2 separate regions of the Mus musculus genome follow, and region 1 is linked to region 2. A link is a contact called in public Hi-C data. All regions are on one chromosome and are shown on one strand. The core of a region is the stretch at or near the end of the contact, and the rest is flanking DNA. Distances in the headings are between cores, read along the strand shown. Region 1 holds the start of Lncppara (long noncoding RNA near Ppara). Region 2 overlaps Atxn10 (ataxin 10).

What was found. A called contact is a pair of places that touch in the nucleus more often than the background predicts.
Region 1: a contact with region 2 is called in a Hi-C map of cerebellum, with 2.0 times the contacts expected there. The contact joins the promoter of Lncppara here to the enhancer-like site in region 2. A contact is called at or near these places in 2 of 39 promoter capture datasets (the 3T3-L1 cell line and hippocampal neurons), 1 of 15 datasets of contacts at CTCF or cohesin (the NIH/3T3 cell line) and 3 of 484 Hi-C or Micro-C datasets (the G1E-ER4 cell line, Sertoli cells and cerebellum).

The regions. Positions count from the first base shown.
Region 1 is chr15:85,702,372-85,705,071 of GRCm38.p6, forward strand. Lncppara (long noncoding RNA near Ppara) reads left to right here and starts at 1,402. Exons shown (of 2, transcript NR_110483.1): 1 at 1,402-1,919.
Region 2 is chr15:85,402,309-85,405,051 of GRCm38.p6, forward strand. All of the region lies in intron 9 of Atxn10 (ataxin 10), which reads left to right. Among named protein-coding and RNA genes, the nearest start is that of Gm23517, 52 kb to the left of the region's middle. Within about 2 kb of position 1,268, at least 83 of the 459 cell types and tissues checked have an H3K27ac peak or open chromatin away from gene starts, as enhancers often do. A contact at or near this core is called in cerebellum, where this site is marked.

The sequences.
Region 1 (2,700 bases), core at 152-2,651, 300 kb after region 2:
TGGTGCCCACTGGGCATGGCCTGCCCCCTGGCATGTCGACCCATGCCTACCCAGTGAGCGTGCATCTTTTTAACTTTATGGGCCTTGTTCACAAGGAGATCCGCCTTCTGCCCAGCCGGATGCCAACCCCCTCCCGCCGTTCCCAGACTCGCTGTTGGCACGGCCTACTGAGCAGAGACACTGGCCGCTTTATGGGAGAAACCTAATCAGGGAAGCCAAGAGAGGGGGGGTTACTGTGGGGGGGGGTCTGGCTCTTGGTGGCCCCAAGCCAAGCCTGAGGTGACTTCAGGGTGACACTGTCTGTCTGCCTCTCTCCCTCCAGACATCCGCCCAGCCCTGAAAGGGCCACCTGCCTGCCTAGGCCTTTGGCACACCTGTCCTGGCCAGCCTGGCTCCTCCCCCAGGCAGACACTGCAGGACTGGGACAGGACTGAGAGGTGGCGGCTGGCAGATGGCAGGGCGTCTGCTGACTGCTCACTCCCTGCCCGCCCCGCCACTGGCCCTCCTCCAGCCTGTCCCCACTGGGTCCCTGCAGTCTCTTTCAGGACCCCTTCCTTGTTACCCCTTGAGAAAGGAGTCATTTCTGTGGGTCCCAAGCCCCAGGCCCGAGGCCAGGCTGTTTCACAGGTGGGCTTGACACATCGGAACGCTTCCCAAATATGGAACTGGGCCTTTTCCTTCTCCTTCACAAATGGCTCTAGAGATGACCAGAGATCCAGTAAGGGTGACCCTCCCTGAAGTCTTGTGGAACCAGCGTAAGTCCCCCACAGGTAGAGTAGAGCTGCCCTGGAACTGAAGAGACCATGATAGCCATGCCTGCCACCAGAGTGTGGAGAGGCACTGTGAGAGGAATCGGCCTAAGACAGGCACCTGTGGGTCAGCCTCACCAGAGCAGAGCCAGCACCCCCCTGCCCCCCCCCCCCCCCCCGGGGAGCAGGAGCCTTGTGGAAAGAAACAGGAAAAACAGGTCAGCGGTTCCTGGCAGACGGACAGACCAGAGCAAAAGCCAGGAGGTGGGAAGGACCTGGGAGATGGCCAAGGAGGGCAGAGGAGGCTTGCCCAGGGCATTTCGAGGCTTTGTGGGTTGGGGGCAGGGCTGATGGGCGCAGTGGGAAGGATCCGAGAAAGGGTGTCAGCGTGACAGATAGCTCGGCTGTCTTGGGAGCCCATGCGAGGCTGGTAGTCAGGGAGGGGGCTTTCCCACCCTGTGTGTCCTCACCAGACCCTCAGTAGCCAATGGGCTCATCTTCCCATCCTTGAGTCGTGGTTGGGGGAGGGGGGTGTTAACAAGGCCTGCAACAAAGCACTCCGGCTTGACGGACAGAAGTGGGCAGATCCTTGTCTCCATATTCTGTACCCCAGGCTCAGCTCCAGAGCCCTTCAGCTGGCCAGGCTTCTCCCTCACTGTCCCCATGTCCCTGCTTGGCCTTCCTTCTGTCTTACTAATGGCTCTGCCATGATGATTTGGGCCCGAGGGAGGTAGGATAGTGACTTGATTCATGGTGTGAGTCTGTAGTCCAGTGAGCCCTTTCTCTGGGTCTCTGCTCTTTGGGAGAGTTCAAGCCCCATTTGCCCTATGTCCTAGGGAAGTTGCACGCGGGCCACTGGCCACCCACAAAAACACGCTTGCCCACCATGGGTGAAGTTGGAGCATAGTCTCTGACCCACATGCCCAGCACAGGGCTGAGCTTAGAGGCCGTTCCATCCAAGGCTTTGCATGCAAAGTGTCACCAGGCAAAAGGCAGACTGGATGAAAATGCCATTGTGCTATAGGATCTTAAGGAGTGGCCAGGGGAGGCCACCAGGGGCCAGGCTTTCTCCCTTCTGAAGTTGATGATCATTGCTTTTGTTTCTAACCCCCAAGGTGGTCAGGAAGTGGAACCAAGCAGGAAGTTCTGCATGCCTATGGCTTCCCTGTGGTAAGTAGGGCCCCAATGTCCTTCCTCTGGAAAGTAGGGAGACTTGAGAGTAAGGAAGGCTAGGGTCAGAGGCACATCCCTGCCAGTGCTCCAGGACCTGCCCTCAGCTTAGATGTCTTTACCTAGAGGCTTTGTGCTCCCCCCAACCCCTGCCCTCAGTATTGTGCCCCACCCCACCCCCCAGCAATCTACCCCAGATGACACATCTACCCATGATATGATATGGTGACTTTTGACCCCGTATCGGCCTACTTAGACTGGGCATGGCTTAACAGAGGTGCAGTTCCATTCATCACCAGCTCCAAGTGGAAGAGACGTAGCCTCCCAACCTGAGGACAAGGTCACCGAGCCCTGAGAGACCTCTGGGGACCTCAGCATGAGGTCCCTCTCTTTTCTCTGTACCCCGGGCACCATCACTTAATCCCCCCAGTGTGATCCTGCTTCCCCCAGGCCAGGCCACTTGGTATCAATGGAGGATCTGCCAGAAGGTCTTGCCTAGAGAAAGGCCAGATGAGGGAGACAGAGGCACATCTGTTCCCGTGTTGGGCTAAGGCACAGTGCGTGGTGGCCCACTGTCCTTGCTAGAACTAGGGTGCTTGTGTCCTGGTGTTTCTCTACCATAGCTTGGGCTCTGCAAGGCTTCTGTTGCAATGAAGCCCAGATTCAGGGAGGCTCACCAAGTGCAGAAAAGGCGCTTTGGGGCTGACACAGTGGCATACACCGGCCTCCTGCTGCTAAGTAGAGTGGCTGAGAATCCCCAGGGGCCAGCCAAAAGGACCCC
Region 2 (2,743 bases), core at 18-2,517:
TTGGTTTTTAGCTTGTTTAGTTTTTTTCTTACAGCACCTGAAAGTTAAGAGGAAAACACACACACACACACACACACACACACACACACACACACACACACACAGAGGCATGGATCTAGAGGTCCTGTTTGTCCCTGATAGGAGGAAAATGGCCACCATGGTGACTATAGCCAGTCTTCCTTCCTTTGTTCCCTTTGCATGATCTGTGCACATGTCCTTACCTTGTTCAGCCAGTATCTAGGGTTTATCAGAATTTCAATTCGGCTTTTATAGAAAAAAATTAAAACATTAGCATATGATCTGGGGAATTTTACTAACAAAAATAATTAAAAACTCATATCGAAGTGATCAGGGGCATTCTTGAGTGCATATCAATTTGTCAGTGTGAAAGAGAGGCAGAGGCAAGGACACAAAAATGGAAAGATTATTCAATCCTGTAGTGTGTTGGGTTTCTTTTTTTCTACTGCAGAGGAATAAGATTTGTATTTACCTTCTGCTGGTTTGGGCATGTTAGCTTTTGGTGAATGAGTGCATGTTTCACATTTCTATTGCATGTCAGAATCTAATGAAAACCCAAGTAATTTTGACACTGTAAAGTTTCTATCTCTGTAGCTGTCATTAGTTTGGGAAAATGGGAAAGTTTTTATTTCAAGTGTTAAACTAGCCCCTTCCATTTCTGAGGGAGCAAAAAAGATGGAACTGCCTAGCATACATCTACAGCATTGTCAGCCTTTGGCATGGCTAATTGTTTGCTTTTCCTGGCAGCAAAGGATCAGAGTTATATTATTAAATACCAGAAAAAAAATCAGTTTTGAAGTAATTATCTGGCATCTCTTTCTTTCAAAGCTTATCTTATTTTGGTAGAATTTAATTTCATACTGTTATATTTTAGTAGGAGAATGGCATCGAGTCTCCCATGCTGTGATGTTTAACTCAAGTCTGTGTTACTGCTGGGTAGCAGTTGGAAAGAGGCCATTTCTACTCAGTTCTCCAGATAGGAGCTACCACACTGTTCTGTAACCATGGCAGGGACCTGAACTCTAGTTTAAGTATGTATTTGCCATCTGCTCTGCACCAGCTGGTGTTCTAGACAGTGAGAATGTAGAAATGGATTTGGCATAGTGCCCTCTTGAGGAATTCATGTGCACAGGGAGACAGATGTAAGAACTTGCCATTTAAGTGAGTTCTTGAGGCTAGCCTGAGATTGAGTGACTGCGGTGTGTACCAGAGAGATGGGAAGGCTCCACTGAGCTCAAGATGAGCCGGGTGCCTATGTGAAAAGCTGAGGGAAGCAGGGGATGGGCATCATGCTGTGGGCTGGCCTCGCTCACAAGGGGAGTGCCGGTGCCTGTGAGCCTGGCTTGTGGCTCAGCACTGGGTTTTGCCAGCTGGCCTCTTTCTGCATTTAGCTGGAATGTGAGGACAGTTATAGCCTTTGGAGACTATCAGAGATTTCATTTCTGAGCCTTCTTGTGCTGTTTTAAAAATGGACTTTCATTGTGCTACCTGCTTACATTTGCTTTTAGTTATTTAAGACAATTGCATTTGGTGTTCCCCTAGGCCCTTGTTTACCGTTTTTCTCAATTTGTATATCTCTGTCTTTGTCTTTTCCACTGCCCTTCTCTCCGCTTCCCCATCTCTTCAGTGGACTTTCTCCTAGTGACTTAGGGGTTTTTAATTTGTTCCTGTTCTGTGGGATTGTCCTCTTTAAACATGGAGGGCCCATGGCTCCTGTCTTGTAAGCTTGTCCTCAAACTGTGCTTTGCTTTTGTCTCCACCTCCTGACATCACAGAAGGTTTATCCACCTCTTGCCAATTTAACATTAGAAAAGATTCTGAGACTGGTGAGATTGCTCAGCAGGTAAGAGCACTGACTGCTCTTCCAAAGGTCCTGAGTTCAAATCCCAGCAACCACATGGTGGCTCACAACCATCTGTAATGAGATCTGACACCCTCTTCTGGTGTGCCTGAAGACAGCTACAGTGTACTTCTAATAATAATATAAATATATAAATATAGATGTATAATAATAAATAAATAAATCTTTGGGCCAGAGCAAGCAGGGACTGAGCAAGCAGGGGGTCAACCAGAGCAAGTAGGGTTGATCAGAACAAGCAGAGGTCCTAAAATTCAATTCCTAACAACCATATGGAGGCTCACAACCATCTGTACAGCTACAGTATACTCACATACATAAAATAAAATAAATAAATATGAAAGGAAGGGAGGGAGGGAGGGAGGAAGGAAGGAAGGAAGGAAGGAAGGAAGGAAGGAAGGAAGGAAGGAAGGAAGGAAGGAAGGAAGAAAGAAAAAGATTCTGATGCTATGCTGACAATACAATTTGGGCCCATTGCCTGCGTGTGGCAGTTGTCTTCCTGTGTTCTGTCTGTAAACATCTCAGTAAACTGTAGCCCTGTTAAAGGAGGGGTTGAGAGTTTTTCATGAACTAGCAGCCTGTGAGCTCCAGAATTTTACTCTCCTTGTCACTGGCCCACTGAAGACCTTTGAGCTACTCCCTCAGCAGTGCTGAAACCCTGTCCTCTGCAGATCTTATCCCAGTTTCATCCTGGGGACTTCTTATTTCCTACTCTGGATTTTCACTTCTGCTTTTACAAAATTATGCAAATGCCCTTCCAAGGATTAAGCAGACCATATCCCACCAGTCTTGCAGGAGCTACGGAGAGCAGCTGTGCGCCAGGGGCCTGCAGTATTTCCTCTGAACTTTCCTTGACTGCCTGCTTCT